Regions from separate parts of the Sus scrofa genome. Here all the other regions are linked to region 1. Evidence: chromatin contacts called from public HiChIP or PLAC-seq data. All regions are on one chromosome and are shown on one strand. The core of a region is the stretch at or near the end of the contact, and the rest is flanking DNA. Distances in the headings are between cores, read along the strand shown.

The links. HiChIP or PLAC-seq counts read pairs in DNA pulled down with a chosen protein or histone mark.
Region 2: an H3K27ac HiChIP or PLAC-seq map of alveolar macrophages shows a contact between it and region 1. The contact joins two enhancer-like sites. A contact is called at or near these places in 2 of 2 datasets of contacts at active chromatin or transcription factors (alveolar macrophages and skeletal muscle).
Region 3: a contact with region 1 is called in an H3K27ac HiChIP or PLAC-seq map of alveolar macrophages. The contact joins two enhancer-like sites. A contact is called at or near these places in 1 of 47 Hi-C or Micro-C datasets (skeletal muscle) and 1 of 2 datasets of contacts at active chromatin or transcription factors (alveolar macrophages).

The regions. Positions count from the first base shown.
Region 1 is chr3:111,450,714-111,455,739 of Sscrofa11.1, forward strand. No RefSeq gene overlaps it. Among named protein-coding and RNA genes, the nearest start is that of MRPL33, 14 kb to the left of the region's middle. Within about 2 kb of position 2,133, at least 25 of the 83 cell types and tissues checked have an H3K27ac peak or open chromatin away from gene starts, as enhancers often do. A contact at or near this core is called in alveolar macrophages, where this site is marked.
Region 2 is chr3:110,809,777-110,814,802 of Sscrofa11.1, forward strand. No RefSeq gene overlaps it. Among named protein-coding and RNA genes, the nearest start is that of FOSL2, 31 kb to the right of the region's middle. Within about 2 kb of position 1,920, at least 1 of the 83 cell types and tissues checked has an H3K27ac peak or open chromatin away from gene starts, as enhancers often do. A contact at or near this core is called in alveolar macrophages, where this site is marked.
Region 3 is chr3:110,876,364-110,881,389 of Sscrofa11.1, forward strand. No RefSeq gene overlaps it. Among named protein-coding and RNA genes, the nearest start is that of FOSL2, 36 kb to the left of the region's middle. Within about 2 kb of position 2,143, at least 32 of the 83 cell types and tissues checked have an H3K27ac peak or open chromatin away from gene starts, as enhancers often do. A contact at or near this core is called in alveolar macrophages, where this site is marked.

The sequences.
Region 1 (5,026 bases), core at 883-3,382:
CTTAGAAAGCTGGAAGGGAAGAAAGGCTGGAACTACCTGTGCCTCGGGGTCTTGATCCCAGGAGTGAGAACAGGGAAAGAGAAGGAAAAGGATGCCTATAGGGCCATTAGTACCTGAGGGTCCCTCTCCAGCCTCAAGACGGCAGCCAACAGAACAGGGCTGGGTTCCAACATGGCTGCCCTGATGTTCGCCTGCAGGCAGAAGGCGGGCGGTGAGATCCTGGGGACTCTCCCTAAGTTCCTGGGTCAACTTTACCCAAACTGGGGTAATTGCAACATATCTCTGTCTGTGAAGCAAGAGGTTTGAAGGATTCAGATGGTTTTGATGAAACATGGTGTGCGGCCAAAAGGGAAAAATCGGGATCCACATCTAGTTTGATATGCATTTCCTGTACGCCTTTCAAAAGATGTCTAAGATTCAGAATAACTGGGTCCAGTTTCATCTGGTACACGGTGAAGTTAAAGAGCTATGGGAATGAGTGTGTTTTGCAGGTTCCAAAGTTACTAATTAGTTCCGTGACATTAAGGTTAATGAGATAAAACATCTATAAATCAAGCTGACGCCTGATTCAAGAAGAAAGCCCCCAACTCCTTCTCCACCATGAAAACCCTATACTCTCACTTTTTCGGGCTATCCATTGGATTAGATTTGATTATGTGTGAACATATACACATGTATAATTATAAAATTCATACTTAAATTATATTTACCTGGCCCAAAGCTCCTCACTAAATTTATTCAAAACCGATAAGACAGTAAGGTGGATGTTAACTATGAACAGAATGAACGGATTTGATGAAAGTTTTAGGAGCGACCCTCCCCAAAGAGCGAAAGTCTATATATTAGATTCAAGATATGTGTCACTTCAAATGCGGACACAGAACTCCAGAAAATAAAATTATGGCTTTTATGGACAGAAGCTAAAGGTATTTTTGGAGCTTAGAGAATATTCTGATGAATCCTTTTGTAATTCGAAGGATCCTATCCCACTTACAGTCTCAATGTGTACATTTGGGTTTTTCAAGACGGTTATGAGTTTAGGATCCAGAGTAAGAGGAACCAGGAGCCCTGCCTTCTGCCACTTACTAGCCCTGTGTCCTTGGGCAAATCACTTACACTTCTGTGCCTCAGTTTCTGCTAAGAATAGAAGATCTCATAGAGTTTGCAGAGAATGAAATGTGATAACTCACGTAAATCTCTTCGCACAGGGCCTGGCACATAGTAAGCACACTGTGATGACCATGAGTGGTGTGGAGCCTAGCTGACCTCAGAATGTCCTTCTTGAGCCTTCTGCAGGCACTACATCGCCTTGAAGCCGGGGTGTAGTGAGACAAAGTTCTTTGCCATTGAGGATGAAGTTATGTTGCTCATGTTCAAGCTAGTTTGAGGGCAATCTGCATGTAGCAATTTTCCTTTGTCAAGGACTTGATGCACCTTCTCTTTTTTCTCTCTCACAGACCCTTTCCTTTTTTCAACTTAAAAGATTAAAAGAGTTACGGTGTTCTGGGCATCCAGATCCCTGGGAGATGGAGAGTAGCCTAGAGTCTCATTTACATTTGATAGACGTGGCCTGGAATGGAAATGGCATGCCCTAGGGCTTATTTTCAGGCTTTGGCTAACCGGAGGAAATTTCCAGATCTTTGGAGGCTCTCTCATCCTTTACACTGGATCCACTTCCTCCTGGAAGAACGTGTGGGAAGCATGGTCTGGTGGGAGCAGATTCTCTAAACAACTATCTCACTTCTGGATGACCCCAGTGTGAGTGTGTGTGTGTGTGTGTGTACACCAGTGCATGTCTGCATTCCTGGCAGGCAAAGATATTCTCTTCAGCTACAAGTTAAAAGAGCACAAGTCCACGGATGTGGGTAAACCCTAACACAAAGGATCAATTACTGGCTCTGATGGCCAGAAAGTGAACCCCACTTCAGTTAGGAGGGGAGAAGAGGAAGCTGAAGCTCTGCCAAGAGCAGAGCCCTGCAGCTGCAGCCCAGGCTGGCCCAGCCCCGCCGACCTTTGCTGAGTCTTCGAAGAACACAGGCCTGCCTGTTGCATCAGCTGCTACCCAGCCGCCCTTCCCTGCCCCACCCTGGAAAGTGGTAAGGCAGTGAGGCAACCACTCAGGCAGGGGGACGTCTGGGGGAAACTGTCTCACTCCTTCCAGCCAGGCCCCACCCAACAGGCACTTCTCTAATCCATGAAGGCCACGAAGGGAAAGCAGTCCTCCGGCCCAGAGTCGCCCCCACTGTCCTGACTCTGCCTGCACTCCCTTCCACTCCCCGCTGGGCACAGTGGGTGATAGACCTCTGAGCCTTCTGTTTGGGCCACGGTGGGCCCTTACAGAGGATAACATTGAAGCCCAGAGAAGCAAAATGACTTGCCAAAGAGCCCACAGCTAGATTGCATCAGCTTGTTCAGATCACAGCTCCCATATCCTCCCTCCTGAACAACCTCAGCAACAGCCAAAGGACCAAAGTGTTTGGCCTTGGCCAGTCTTTGAAGGGAAGCCAACACCTGAAATGAGTGCTCTGAGATCTGTGAAGCCATAGAAGGTGGAGAGTAGGATGCTTAGCAGATTCTAAGGAGTGAGGTTGAAACCCATTCTGAACATGTGCCAAAGAGTCCCTTAATCCAAGTCTTGCAGGAACACAGGCCAATTTCAGGCTCAGCTGGGGCAGGAGCAGACTGTCCGGGGAGGAGGAGACAGCCCTTTCTGGATCCGTCCCAGAAAGACGAACCGATGCCTGGCTCCACCTCAGGCCTTCAAGCCCCCTCAATCCTGGAATCTCCCAGGGCCACGAAGGCAGGTGGGCAGGTTTGAGGTTGAACTCAACTACCAGGCCCACTGTGGGGGCTCAGAATGGGCCAAGAAGGCAGCCATTGACAGAAGGTGTCAACATGGGATTCCAGCCTACTGGGTTGAGCTCAGTAACTACTGACAATGCTATTGATTTAAAGGGTATATGAGAAGCTATAACTACAAACAAATCCACATACATATCTTTGTTAAAAAACCATTTTACTGAGGTATGATTGATATACAACAAATTGAAGATATTTGAGATACACAGTTTGATAAGTTTGGACTATACACATTCTTCTGGGTTTTTTTTTTTTGGTTTTGGGGGAGGGGTTTTGTGGCCACAGCCACAGCATATGGAAGTTCCCAGGCCAGAGACTGAATCCAAGCCACAGCTGTGACCTATGCCACAGCCATGGCAACACCAAATCCTTAATCCACTGTGGATCAAACCGTGCCTCCACAGTGACCTGAGCCACTGCATTTGGATCCTTACTGCTTTGCCACAGAGGGAACTCCCCCCACATTCCTTATTAACATGTGGTTCCACTGATGCTCAGGCCAAGAGGTGGCCAGCGTCCCTGGGTCCCCTGCAGCTGAGAAGTGCAGCCTCGGGGAGCTTTAGCTGATGAAAAATCAACATTGGCTCCTGCCTTCCTGGGGCCTCGTTTTCATAACCACCTTCTTCAGCTTTTAACCTGAGGGCTGCCAGCAACAGGTGCTATCCTGCAGTTTTAAGGCTTTTTTTCCTGGACTCTGGAAACCTCGTGCTGAAAGTCTGATGCTGATATGACAGACCCTCCAGCTGTGTAGCTGGCACATGTGTTTCTGCTGAAGACAACATGTACTCTGACTGGCTTCTAGAATCGCCCACATTCTTGCAGACCCTTGGGATGTGAGAGCTCAGCCATGGTCTCCTGCTGACACCCAGGTCCTAGGTGATAAAAATTCTTCTACCCACCTTTCTGATCCAGGGTTCTACTTCTACAATGCAATTACTTGTCTTGAATTTTCACCAACATTTCAAAGGGGCAAGAGGCATTCTTCCTTCTTTTCAGCCTGCTGTACACAGGAGGTTTTTCCAGCTGCCAGTTAAAATGCCGGGGCCCAGCAGGTACCCAGTGGGCACAGTCCCACCCCACTATTAGGTGCGTTCCTGGGAGAGACCTCGAGTCCACATGGAAACAGTAGGATCGGGCTTCCGTGTGTCCAAGGGACTTCCCCATGAGGCCACCGAGTCCCTGGTGTGCCTAGAAAGTCACCATTACACATCACCCCTCACCCTTCCCGAAGGACAGTAAGGAAGCAAGAGCCTGCGAATGGACAACCCCATGGAGGAGGGGGCAAGGAAGGCACAGAAGCTCACAGAGAGGACAGGGAGATGGCCTGAGAGTGAGAGGATCTGGTACAGTCACCATGGGGAAGCAGGTGACAGGAGAGGGGTCAGGGAGAAGCCCAAGTGAGGAGCCTCAGGCAACAGAAGGGGGTCCAAACCAATAACGTCAAATGGGTTTCCATTTTTTGCCTAATACATTTCAGGAGTCGACTCCAATGTTTGCTTCCACTTCTTACCCCAAAGGAAGAAGACGGCAGAGGATAGCGGGTCCAAGGGTTTGGAATTTAGAAATGATCGATTTCCAAGGTTGGGAAAAATCCACTAAAAATGAGCACACGTACACTGTTTTCATTCCATTCCTGGCAGAGCCAACATATGGCCCAAAGGAGAGCTGAGTAACAGGAGGCAAAGGGAAATTAGAGATGAGATCATTTAGACAACATCTTCATTTTACAAATGAGAAAACTGAGGCCTGGAGAGGGGCTCGATGTCACCATTAAATAACTGCAGAACCCACGGGACTAGAACTCTGGCCCTTAACTCCCAGTCCATGCGTCTGCTTCCCTTCTACCCGGCCTGCTAGGCTTCCTTCCACCCCAGCTGCCATGACTGTAGTGGAGTAAAAGTTTGCCTTGGGGCGCCCTCCTCTGGCTCTGGGCAGCCACTGGCATAGCTACGATGTCAGCCTGGTTCTTAAACTGGAGCAGGTAACAGAATCACCTGCCTACGGTTAAAACGCGGATTGCTGGGCCCACCCTAGAAGTTTCTGATTCAGTAGGTGTGGGGTGGGGCCCAGTACTTTGCAAGTCTAACAAGTTCCCAGGTGGTGGTGCCGATCTGCTGATTCAAAGACCCACTATTGAGAATCTCTGATGTAGGCAGCGATCTCATGG
Region 2 (5,026 bases), core at 670-3,169, 640 kb before region 1:
AGCCATACAAAAGGACAAAATAACGCCATTTGCAGCAACATGGATGCAAATAGAGATTACCATACTAAGTGAAGTAAGACAGAAAGAGAAAGACAAATATCATCTGATATCACTTATATGTGGAATCCAAAATATGGCACAGATGAACCTATCTACAGAACTAAAATAAACTCACAGACAGGGAGAGCAGACTTATGGTTGCCGGGGGTGGGGGAGGGGGAGGGAGTGGGATGGACTGGGAGTTTGAGGTTAGTAGATGCAAACTCTTGCATTTAGGATGGATAAGCAACGGGGTCCTGCTGTACAGCACAGGAAACTATATGCCATCTCTTGTGATAGAATGGGGAACTGACAGATGGATAGAACATGATGGAAGATAATATGAGAAAAAATATATATATGGCTGGCTCACTTTGTTGTACAGGGGAAATTGACAGAACATTGTAAATCAACTATAATAATAATAAATAAAATTCTTAAAAAGTGTACCGTTCAGTGGCATTCATGACATGTCACAATGCTGTGCAACCACTCCCTCTACCTGGCTCTAAGATATTTTCATCAGCTCAAGAGGAAACCCTGTACCCACTGATCTATGCTCCCCCATCATCCCTCTCCCCAGCCACTGGCCACCACCCACGCTCAGTCAGCCTCTTTGGGTGTGACTCTTCCAGTAGGAGAAGAAACAGAATCATCTAATATGTGATCTTTTGTGTCTGGCGCCTTGCTCAGACCAGACTTTCTGTAACTCCCTGAGCAAGAAGGAGGAGCAGGGCCTGTTCAGTTTCCTTTGCCTGCATGCTTGCACCTTGGTCCACGTTGCCCTGGGCCCCCTGCCCACTGCTCATCCATGCCATGCCATTTCCTGCTTCTTTTAACCACTCCCAACAGAGGACTTTGCTGCTTCATAGAGTCACTCAACAAATAGCCCCTGGGCTAGCAGAGGGGACAGACAGGTAAATAGTCATTGCAGCAGTGTGAGGAGGTACTGCCGGGAGCGGGGCTTCAGAGAGCCAGGGGAGCCCAGGAGAGAGAGGTGGTACCCAGCCTCGGGGTGAGGGCCATCAGGGCAGATAACATGGAGACTGGGGGTCCCGTCTGTCTGGTTCATGCCATTTCCTCAGCACTTAGCCCAGTTCCTGGCCCCTGAAAAAGGACGAGTGTCAAGTCCATCCGTCAATTAATGCAGTTCTCGGTTAAGAGCTGACGGGTGAATGAGAACAGCTTATACCAGAAATGGGACATACTTTCCCTGAAGACGCATAGGCAAAGGGTCAGCCCCTACATTGCCCTGAAGGATGCTTTTGTCTAGATGAACCCTGAAGGGGAGGGAGAGGCAAATGGGAAGAGATGGAGCCAGATCACACAGGGCCTTGGAAGCCACACAAAGGATCTTGACTTTAAGCCGAGTGACAAGAAGAAGGGCTTCCAGCAGACGTGCATTTTAGAAACCCATTGTTCTAATCTAGATTACAAATTGTGATGACCTAAAGATGTGGTCAAGGGGACAGGTGAACAGATTGGACATCTCTTGCGCTCCTGTTGCTGATGTTCCAGTGGGGGACAGAGATACTTAATATGTCATTTTAAATACTTCATTAAATAGTCCCAAAGGTGCAAGGTGCTCTGAAGAATGTCACGGCAGGAACATCCTCCCCAAGACAGTGACCTTTAAATCGAAACCTCCGAAAGGAATGGGAGATGGTCAAATAAGGAGAAAGGCAAAGCGCTTTCCAAACTACACAAAAGCTATTAGGAAGGTCCTGAGCAAAATGTGTTGAAGGAACTGAGAAAAGTCCAGTGTGGTGGTTGTGAAAATGTGAGGTTGGCAGTTTGACCAAATGAGGCTGCGGAGGTAAGCAGCAATCAGACTCCAGAGAACACGCTTACACATTTTGGACTTACCCTCAGCAAAATAGGAAGTCTTTAATGATGTAAACAGGGTCCTATTTTGAAAAATAGGATCCCTTGCATTTCTCCTTTGTGTTTTGTGCATGTGACCTGCTTCCTGGTCAGTTCAATCATCTGCTTGCCTTGAAAGTGGAGTTAAAATTATCAAAGGAAAAAAATGCAGAGAAGGAGATGAGCAACAGTTAACTTCTGACACCCAAAGTAAGGATTTTCAGCCAGACAAGAGTCTTGAAAGAGGCTTTGTTAAGAAAAAGGATGTTCTGAGTGTCTTCAACTTTCTTTTTAAGATATCAAGGAGCTCCGGAGTTCCCATCGTGGCGCAGTGGAAACGAATCCGACTAGGAACCGTAAGGTTGCAGATTCGACCCCCGGCCTCGCTCAGTGGGTTAAGGATCCGGTGTTGCCGTGAGCTGTGGCGTAGGTCACAGATGAGGCTCAGATCTGGCGTTGCTGTGGCTTGGTGTAGGTCACCTACGAGGCTCGGATCCCGCATTGCTGTGGCTCTGGCGTAGGCTGGCTACAGCTCCAATTAGACCCCTAGCCTGGGAGCCTCCATATACCACGGGTGCGCCCCTAAAAAGCCAAAAGCCAAAAAAAAAAAAAAAAGATATCAAGGAGCTCGCCTGACAGAATTGAACTTAGAGCTTTATCTAAAGAAGAGAACAGAGGAGAGAGCCTGATGTCTAGTCTGGAGGATGCGGGAGAGGCAGTGAGAGTGGAAGCAGGTGCAGAAGGAAGTCAAGGGTATATCCTTTGGTCCATTCCCCAGTTGAAGTCCCAGACAGCAGAGGTGTGTTACATGAGGGAGGGAGGCGGGCCCTGGGAGGAGCTTTCCTTATATTTGCAGGTCAAGTTCTTCACATCAAAGCAAACTGCAGCAAGGCAAGACTTGAATGTGACCTTCTCAAGCCACCCTGGGTACCCATTTAAAACGACGGCTGCACTACATCTTTAGCAGTAGATTATATATAAGAAACCAACCAGAAGCAAATAGTTCAAAACCTGTTAAGCCTTTTTTGTGTGTTTTGGTTTTTTTAATGTATTGAACAACAACAAAAGGTGTTGGTGTTGGCCTGCCATTTAACTTACTTCCTAATACAATCCCTGGGCCCCAGAACCCACAGCGGCAGGAAGCAGATTGCAAACACTCTGAGGCTCCCAGGGGCCCACTTGCCAATGCCCATTTCAAGAGTAGCCATGGGGGATAATGGACCAGGAAGAACCTCCCAGAAGAAAAAGCCCAGAGACACAGATATTGAACAAAAGAATTCTGCATAGAGAGCAGAAGAGGGCTGCTGGATGGGCTAACCAAGAATTGTCCTCCACTGCTGGGGAGAGGGTTCCTGCCCCCTCCTGCCTGTCAGTATTTGATCACTGCTCAAGACCAGGGCCAGATGTGTTCGCATGCTTCCTTTCTCTGCACAGGAGCCTTCCCTGCAGGTATCCTTTCCTACTCCACCTGGCAGAGTAAGTATGGGGTGGAGTGTTTTCATTTGTATGTGTTCAGACCATGTAGAGCTTCACCTGAAGCCCATGTAGAGGGCTGCCCCTGTTCTGATGATCCTGGGCCCTTGATCTGCCTGAGGCTTTGGGGCTGTCTCCCCTGGGGAGAAAAGGCAGTATTTGATGAGAAGAGGGAAGCACATGAATTTGGGGATGGCCAAAGGGCAGATTAAGGCAGAAACTGCTGGTTCGTTACTCCAGTATCCATTCTTCCCTTCTTCTAACACAGCCCCTAGTTTTCTTTATGGCTACGCTGTATATTCCTAAGGCTGTATTTTGTTTGTTTGTTTGTTTTTTGCCATTTCTTGGGCCGTTCCCGCGGAATATGGAGATTCCCAGGCTAGGGGTCGAATCAGAGCTGTAGCTGCTGGCCTATGCCATAGCCACAGCAATGTGGGATCCGAGCCGTGTCTGCAACCTACACCACAGCTCAGGGCAATGCTGGATGCTTAACCCACTGAGCAAGGCCAGGGAGGATCGAACCCCCAACCTCATGGTTCCTAGTCGGATTCGTTAACCACTGAGCCACAACAGGAACTCCCCTAAGGCTGTATTTAAGATTACATTTCTCAGACTCCCTTGCATCTAGCTCTGACCATGGGTATAAGTTCTAGCTGATAAAATATAAATGGAAGTGTCATAAGGCTTTGCAGGGAAGTCTCTTAAAAGAGAAGGAATTGGAATAAAAGGGGAAAGGACGCCCTCTCCCACTCTGCCACATTGCTTCTTGGAAAGCAAATGTGGTGACTAGGAGTTGCTGGAATGTGGACCATGGAAATTAGGGCCTTATCTTTGGAATGGACAAGGAAGAAAAGCTAGAGGATCCTGGCCCCTGACAACTTCACGAAACCACCAGGCCAGACCTCAACCTCTGGCTCCAGACTTTTACAGGAGAGCATAAAACTCTGGATGTTCAAGGTTCTGTTGATTTCATGTTCTGTCACCAGCAGCTGCATATAATCCTAACTGATACCCCTCTATGACTGGCTTTGAGTGGGAGACTTACATAATCAGTTTGGTGGTTGGGTCCCGGAACCTGTGGGCTGAGAAACACACAAAAACACAAAATCATTTTGGTGCTCTGGCTGCAGAGTAGGGATTGAAGGTGATGGTAGTTGTCCGGGCGAGGATGAGAGGGGCCTGTACGGGGATGGTGACAGGAGGGCTGAACAGAACCGTCAGATCTGAAACATATTTAGGAAGTGAGACAGGAGTTGGTGGTGGCGAGGGAGAGATGAGAGTCAAGGGCAGGAAGAGGGAAGCCAGAGAAAATGGCATTCCGAAGAAGGAGCGATGGAGTTCCCATCATGGCTCAGTGGTTAACGAATCCAACGAGGAACCATGAGGTTGCAGGTTTGATCCCTGGCCTTGCTCAGTGGGTTGAGGATCTGGCGTTGCCGTGAGCTGTGGTGTAGGTTGCAGACATGGCTCGGATCCCGAGTTGCTGTGGCTGTGGCTGTGGCCAGTGGCCACAGCTCCAATTCGACCCCTAGCCTGGGAACCTCCATATGCTGTGGGAGTGGCCCAAGAAACGGCAAAAAGACAAAAAAAAAAGAAGGAGCAATCAGCCGAGCCCACGAGTCCAGGGAGATGCAGGCTGAGATGTGTCTGT
Region 3 (5,026 bases), core at 893-3,392, 570 kb before region 1:
CCAAACTGCCCTTTGCTCCCTGAGAACAGCTGGGTTCTCAGAGCTGGGAAGAAACCCACAGACCATCAAATCTGACCTTTCATTTTACATACAAGGAAACTGATCCTGCAGAAGAAGGAGAACTCCTTGGGCCCCGGGACGGAGCCCTGGCAGATGCATGGCTGGACCCCAGCTGCCTGCCTCTCTGCCCACCTTCCCGCTGCCCACAGCTCTCTTTCCTCAAAGCCCCAGCCAGCGGGAGGCAGATAGACCCCAGAGCATCTGGCTGGGCCAGCGGGCACTCTGGCTGTCCCTTGGCCTTTGTGTCCTGGGCTGTGAGTCAGGGAAGCCTCATTGTGACACCAGCCCCGTGAACTATGACTTTTGAGGTCAAGCAGTGGCTTCTGACTAATCCTCACACCAAAAGTGCTGAGTTGGCCCTGGGAAAGTGGCAAGCCAGGCACAGTCTCTTTCTGGCAGCCTCCTTGCCCCCCACCCCCAGGACTGCCCCCCCTCCGCTCCACATCCACACGCCAGGGCTCCTCAAACCCCAAGTCGTGCTCTGCTCACAGCTGGGGTATCTTGGAAGGAATTTGATGGGTAATCTGTACGAGGACAGTAACAGTTGTGCCAGGGAGGGAAAGCCCCCCCCTTCCCGGGGTGTGGGGTGGGAAGAACTTGGCTTCTGGCTCCTGCGCTGCTGATGCCCTGCTTGCAGACAAACCCGTTCCCTTCCCTGGCCTGTCTCCCCCTCTAAAATGCGAGGCTTGTGCTCAGGATCCATACACGCTTCTACACCCTATCCTCAAGGATGGTGAGATGCTGTGTCTCCCACAGGGTAATCGCATTTTAAGGAAAAGAACTGAAGAGGGTGAACCTTAGCTCAAGCAGCTGTGACTCCATGAAGCAATACTGGCGCACTCCCTGCGCGGAGTCTTCCATCACCCGCCTGTGTCAGTGCTCCCTGCAGCCCTCCGAGCAAGTCAAAGCCAGAGCGGAGGCCCCTCCCCAAGGTCGAGGGCCTGGGCCTGGGGCGGGTCAGGCACGTGGATGGTCTTGGCCCTTGGAACAGGGATCTCACCCACCCCTGTGGGCACGACTCCTACCCCTCCGTTCCCCTCCAGACACACAGAAAACTCACTTAGACCCTGCCCTTGACCCCCCGATGCATGCAGCTCTGCAGAGGGGGTGCAGAGGCCCCTTCTGGTCCCAGACGTCTCTGTCCTCATTCAAGCTGTCCGCTGCTCAGCCCTACACAGAGGGCACCCCCCACCTCCCACCCACCAGGACCCGGGCCCAGGCCTGTGCTTTGGAGCCAATTTCTCTAGAGAAACCTGCTCAAAGCCGTGAGTGAGGGATGGCATGAGACTGAAGAATCGGGTCATTTTAGGAAATCTCTCGGCTCATGAGGCAGGACACTGGGCAAATGAAGAGATCGAGCCTGGCAGAGGGTAACCCAATAAGGAGGGGTGGGGGTTGGGACTTGAACTTGCGGCCCTCCCCGCCCCCCCCCTCGGCTCTACTTGGGGGTCATGCAGAGCTCACAGGGTCCAGTCTGATGGGGGGCTGTTGAGGAGGTAACAGGGCCCCACACAAACGGCACTTATTGCCATTATTATTATTATGGTTATTATATTATTATTATTATTATTATTATTCTTGTTACTCATTATGGCCACCAAGGTCCACACGATCCTTGGTACCTCAGGTGCCAAGGAGCCGCCCCGCCCCGTGGGCCCCTTCCCGCAGCCTCGGGAAGCCCCCCTGCCTGGCCTCTGCCGTCCGTCCCATCTGGGAGCCCTCTCCTTTCTTGTGGCTCCACTTTGAAAATCTCCCTCTGTTTTCCCCACTCCCCTCTGACCAGAACGGCCCGGGCTCTCTGTCCCTGGGTGCAGCTGAGTGACTTTTGCTGAAAAGCAAACATCACTGGGGCACCCAGCCTTGTGGTTTCAGCCTGTGTGGTTTACCTCATGACGTCATCTTCCTTCCTCCAGATAAACCAGAAGAGACTTTACTGCTCAGTCGAAGCTGGGCCTGGGAAATGGGGCCTGCACTCACTCGTCCTTTGAAGGTTCAGAGAGGGCAGCGGACGGCATCCGCAGGCTCGGCCCAGGGTCAAGTGGCCCTGGGGTGGCTGAAGCGGGGTTTCCAGCCTGGAGAACCTGGGGCAGCAGAGGTTTGGCCAGGGCCCTCCGGATGCAGGAGTCAGGCACAGGGCAGCAGCTGGGGCCCTTGAGGCTGGTTAGGGAAGCCTGGATCTCCTGAGCCCCAGGTGACAGAGTACTGGTCCCTGAGCCACCATCCAGAGAGGACAGGAAGACAGCAGCAGCCTGAGCCCAGGGAGACCCCCCCCCACAACCCCCCCTGCCAGCCCCTGCCAACCAGACAAAGGCTGGAGTATGCCAGGGCCAGGGGGGGTCAGGGAAGAGACAGTTTATGCCTGTGGAATACCTACCCCATCCCAGGCTCTGTGATTTATCATCTCATTTAATGTTCTAACAGCCCTTTGAAGGAGGTAATTTATAGGGTGCTGTGTGACAGATGGCAGACCCAGAGCTCAGAGAGGTTTGGGACTTGCCCACGGCCCCAGTGAGCAAAAGGCCTGGCACACGGTCAGTGTTCAGGAATGTTTGCTATGGAGAAAGGAGCCCAGATGCCACCCTTCCTCAGAGAAGCTGAGGTCTCCAGGGCTTTTGGGACATGGGCATCTCTCTCCCATGGGCGCTTGTACCCACGATGGGAGGGGTCCTGGCTGAGCAGGGCCTCCTCAGAAGATGCTTAGACCTCAGGCTGGGGCTGGCGGCGGCCAGAGCAACCCAGGGTCATCCCAGGTCAGACCTGCCCCTGGCCAGGGAGCGTGATGGCCCTTCTGTCTCCCCCCAGGAGGTGGCAGGGGGAGCGGGGCATGACCTTCTCTTCATCCAAATTCTTTTTTTTTTGTCTTTTGTCTTTTTTTTAGGGCCACACCTATGGCATATGGAGGTTCCCAGACTAGGGGTCTCATTGGAGCTACAGCTGCCTGTCTACACCAGAGCCACAGCACCGCGGGATCCGAGCTGTGTCTGCAACCTGAACCACAGCTCATGGCAACGCCGGATCCTTAACCCACTGGGTGAGGCCAGGGATCGAACCCGCCACCTCATGGTTCCTAGTTGGATTCATTTCGGCTGCACTACAATGGGAACTCCCTTCCTCCAAATTTTTACTGGGCCTTCCCCCGTACCAGTCGCGCTCACTCCACTGGGTGCTGCCAGGGGGTGTAGGAAGGCGAGAGAATACAGAGACAAAAGACCTGGTTCTCATCCTCGGAGGACCAACACCCTTTTCAAGGATGATGACAAGGACGAGGGCCAGCAACGCCACAGTGTTCGTCATTGCCTTATTTAGCGAGCATGGCTGTGCACCTAGCCCCAGACCAGGCATGTCACACACGTATTTAATCCCCTTAAAAAAAAACAAAAACAAACAAAAAAACAAACAAAAAAAAAACCACCTGTGAAGTAGTCATTATTCCCTTTTTACAGATGAGGCAACTGAGCTCTGGTCTCTCACTCAAGGTCACCCAGGGAGGAACCGGCGGAACAAGGATTTGACTCTGGGATGGTTAGACTCTAGAACCCGGGTCCTCGTCCCAGCGCTCCAAGAACTCTGACCTGAGGCAGGACCCACGTTCCAGAAAGATGTATACTGAGCGTGCAGAGTGGTGGGGGGTAGGGGGAGAGCCAGGGCCCCATGAAGGGGCCACGTGAGGCAAAGGGCCCCCTCCAGAGGGCACCAGCCTGAGTCAAGGTTCCTGGTGTATGAGTGAGGGCAGCACATGGTTCCATCAGGACAGCGCCTTGGGCCTGGGAAGGGGGTGCCTTTGGAAAGAGAGATCAAGGCCTGAGTGGGCAAAGCAGGTGCTGGGGGATGGCCCCGACCCTGGTCTCAGAAGATTGCATCCTCAGGGTCAATGGCCAGTCCCGGCGGGGGCGTCTCCGGTGCTGGGCCACCCTTTCCTGCTCTGTGTCAACCTCCCGCCTCACTCCCTGTGGCCAGGATGTCCTCCCAGGTCAGCTGCAGGGCCTAAGCCATCCCGAGAGGAAAGCCTGGCAGCTCGCAGATGGGTGGGTGTGTGGGCTGAGCTGGAGATCTGGACCACAATCCGAGCTGATAGAGCCCACGTGGGTGGTCTCTGGGAGAGCCTGGGAGGAAACCAGGCCGGGCGCCTCCGTCCTTAGCCTGGGCTCCCAGAGCCCAGTTGGAACAGGCGCATCCGTGCTGCAGCTTGGCTGGCTGCAGGGCCTCCAGATGCTTCAGATACCAGAGTCACCACTGGTCATCAGGAGTTGCTCCCAAGCGGCCACAGCGCCTGCACCCCTCCCCGCTGACTCTGCCTGCAGTCCTGGTGGGGTGCGGGTGGGAGAACTTTCCTGAACTCAGGGGCTGTGGGGGGTGGGGTCCATCCCAGAGCCAGGGCCCTGGGCAGCTCCTCTCTGCCCCCTGCCCTCGGCCACCCTCTTCTCTCATCATTCCGCCCTCCCTCCCTCCATCACTGGGAGTCTTGGTCCTTGGGGCCCTGGAGCAGGCAGAACCCTGAGCTGGTCTGCTGGACCCAAGGGTGACTGGGAGGTGGGGGAGGGGCAGAGCCAAGGGCAGTGAGCCCTGAGCAAAGGCGCTGGGATGGCGTCTGAGCCCAGCTCCCCCTGGCTCACGCTGCTGGCAGGAGGCCCAGGCTCAGAGCCGGCCCCACAGGCTGATGCGTGACTGAGAAACGGCCTCCTGGGCCCTGTTCTGGGTGGGAGGGGCCTGGGAAAGTCAAGTTGCTGGGCCTTCCCGGCCCTGTAAGGCCAGCCCAGGCTGTGTGTGGCAGCTCGGGAAGCACAGAAAAGCTGTTTTCTTCATTAAGCATCTGGGTGGGGACTGAAGGAATCAGCAGGAAAGCTTTTCCAATCATCCAGACTTGGTTAGGCAGCCGGGCCCCCGAGGGGGAGCAGGTTTGCCTCCTTTGGTCCTTAGAAGGCTGCTCACTCTCTCCCTCCTGCCGTGGTAATTAGTCGGGGCCTCT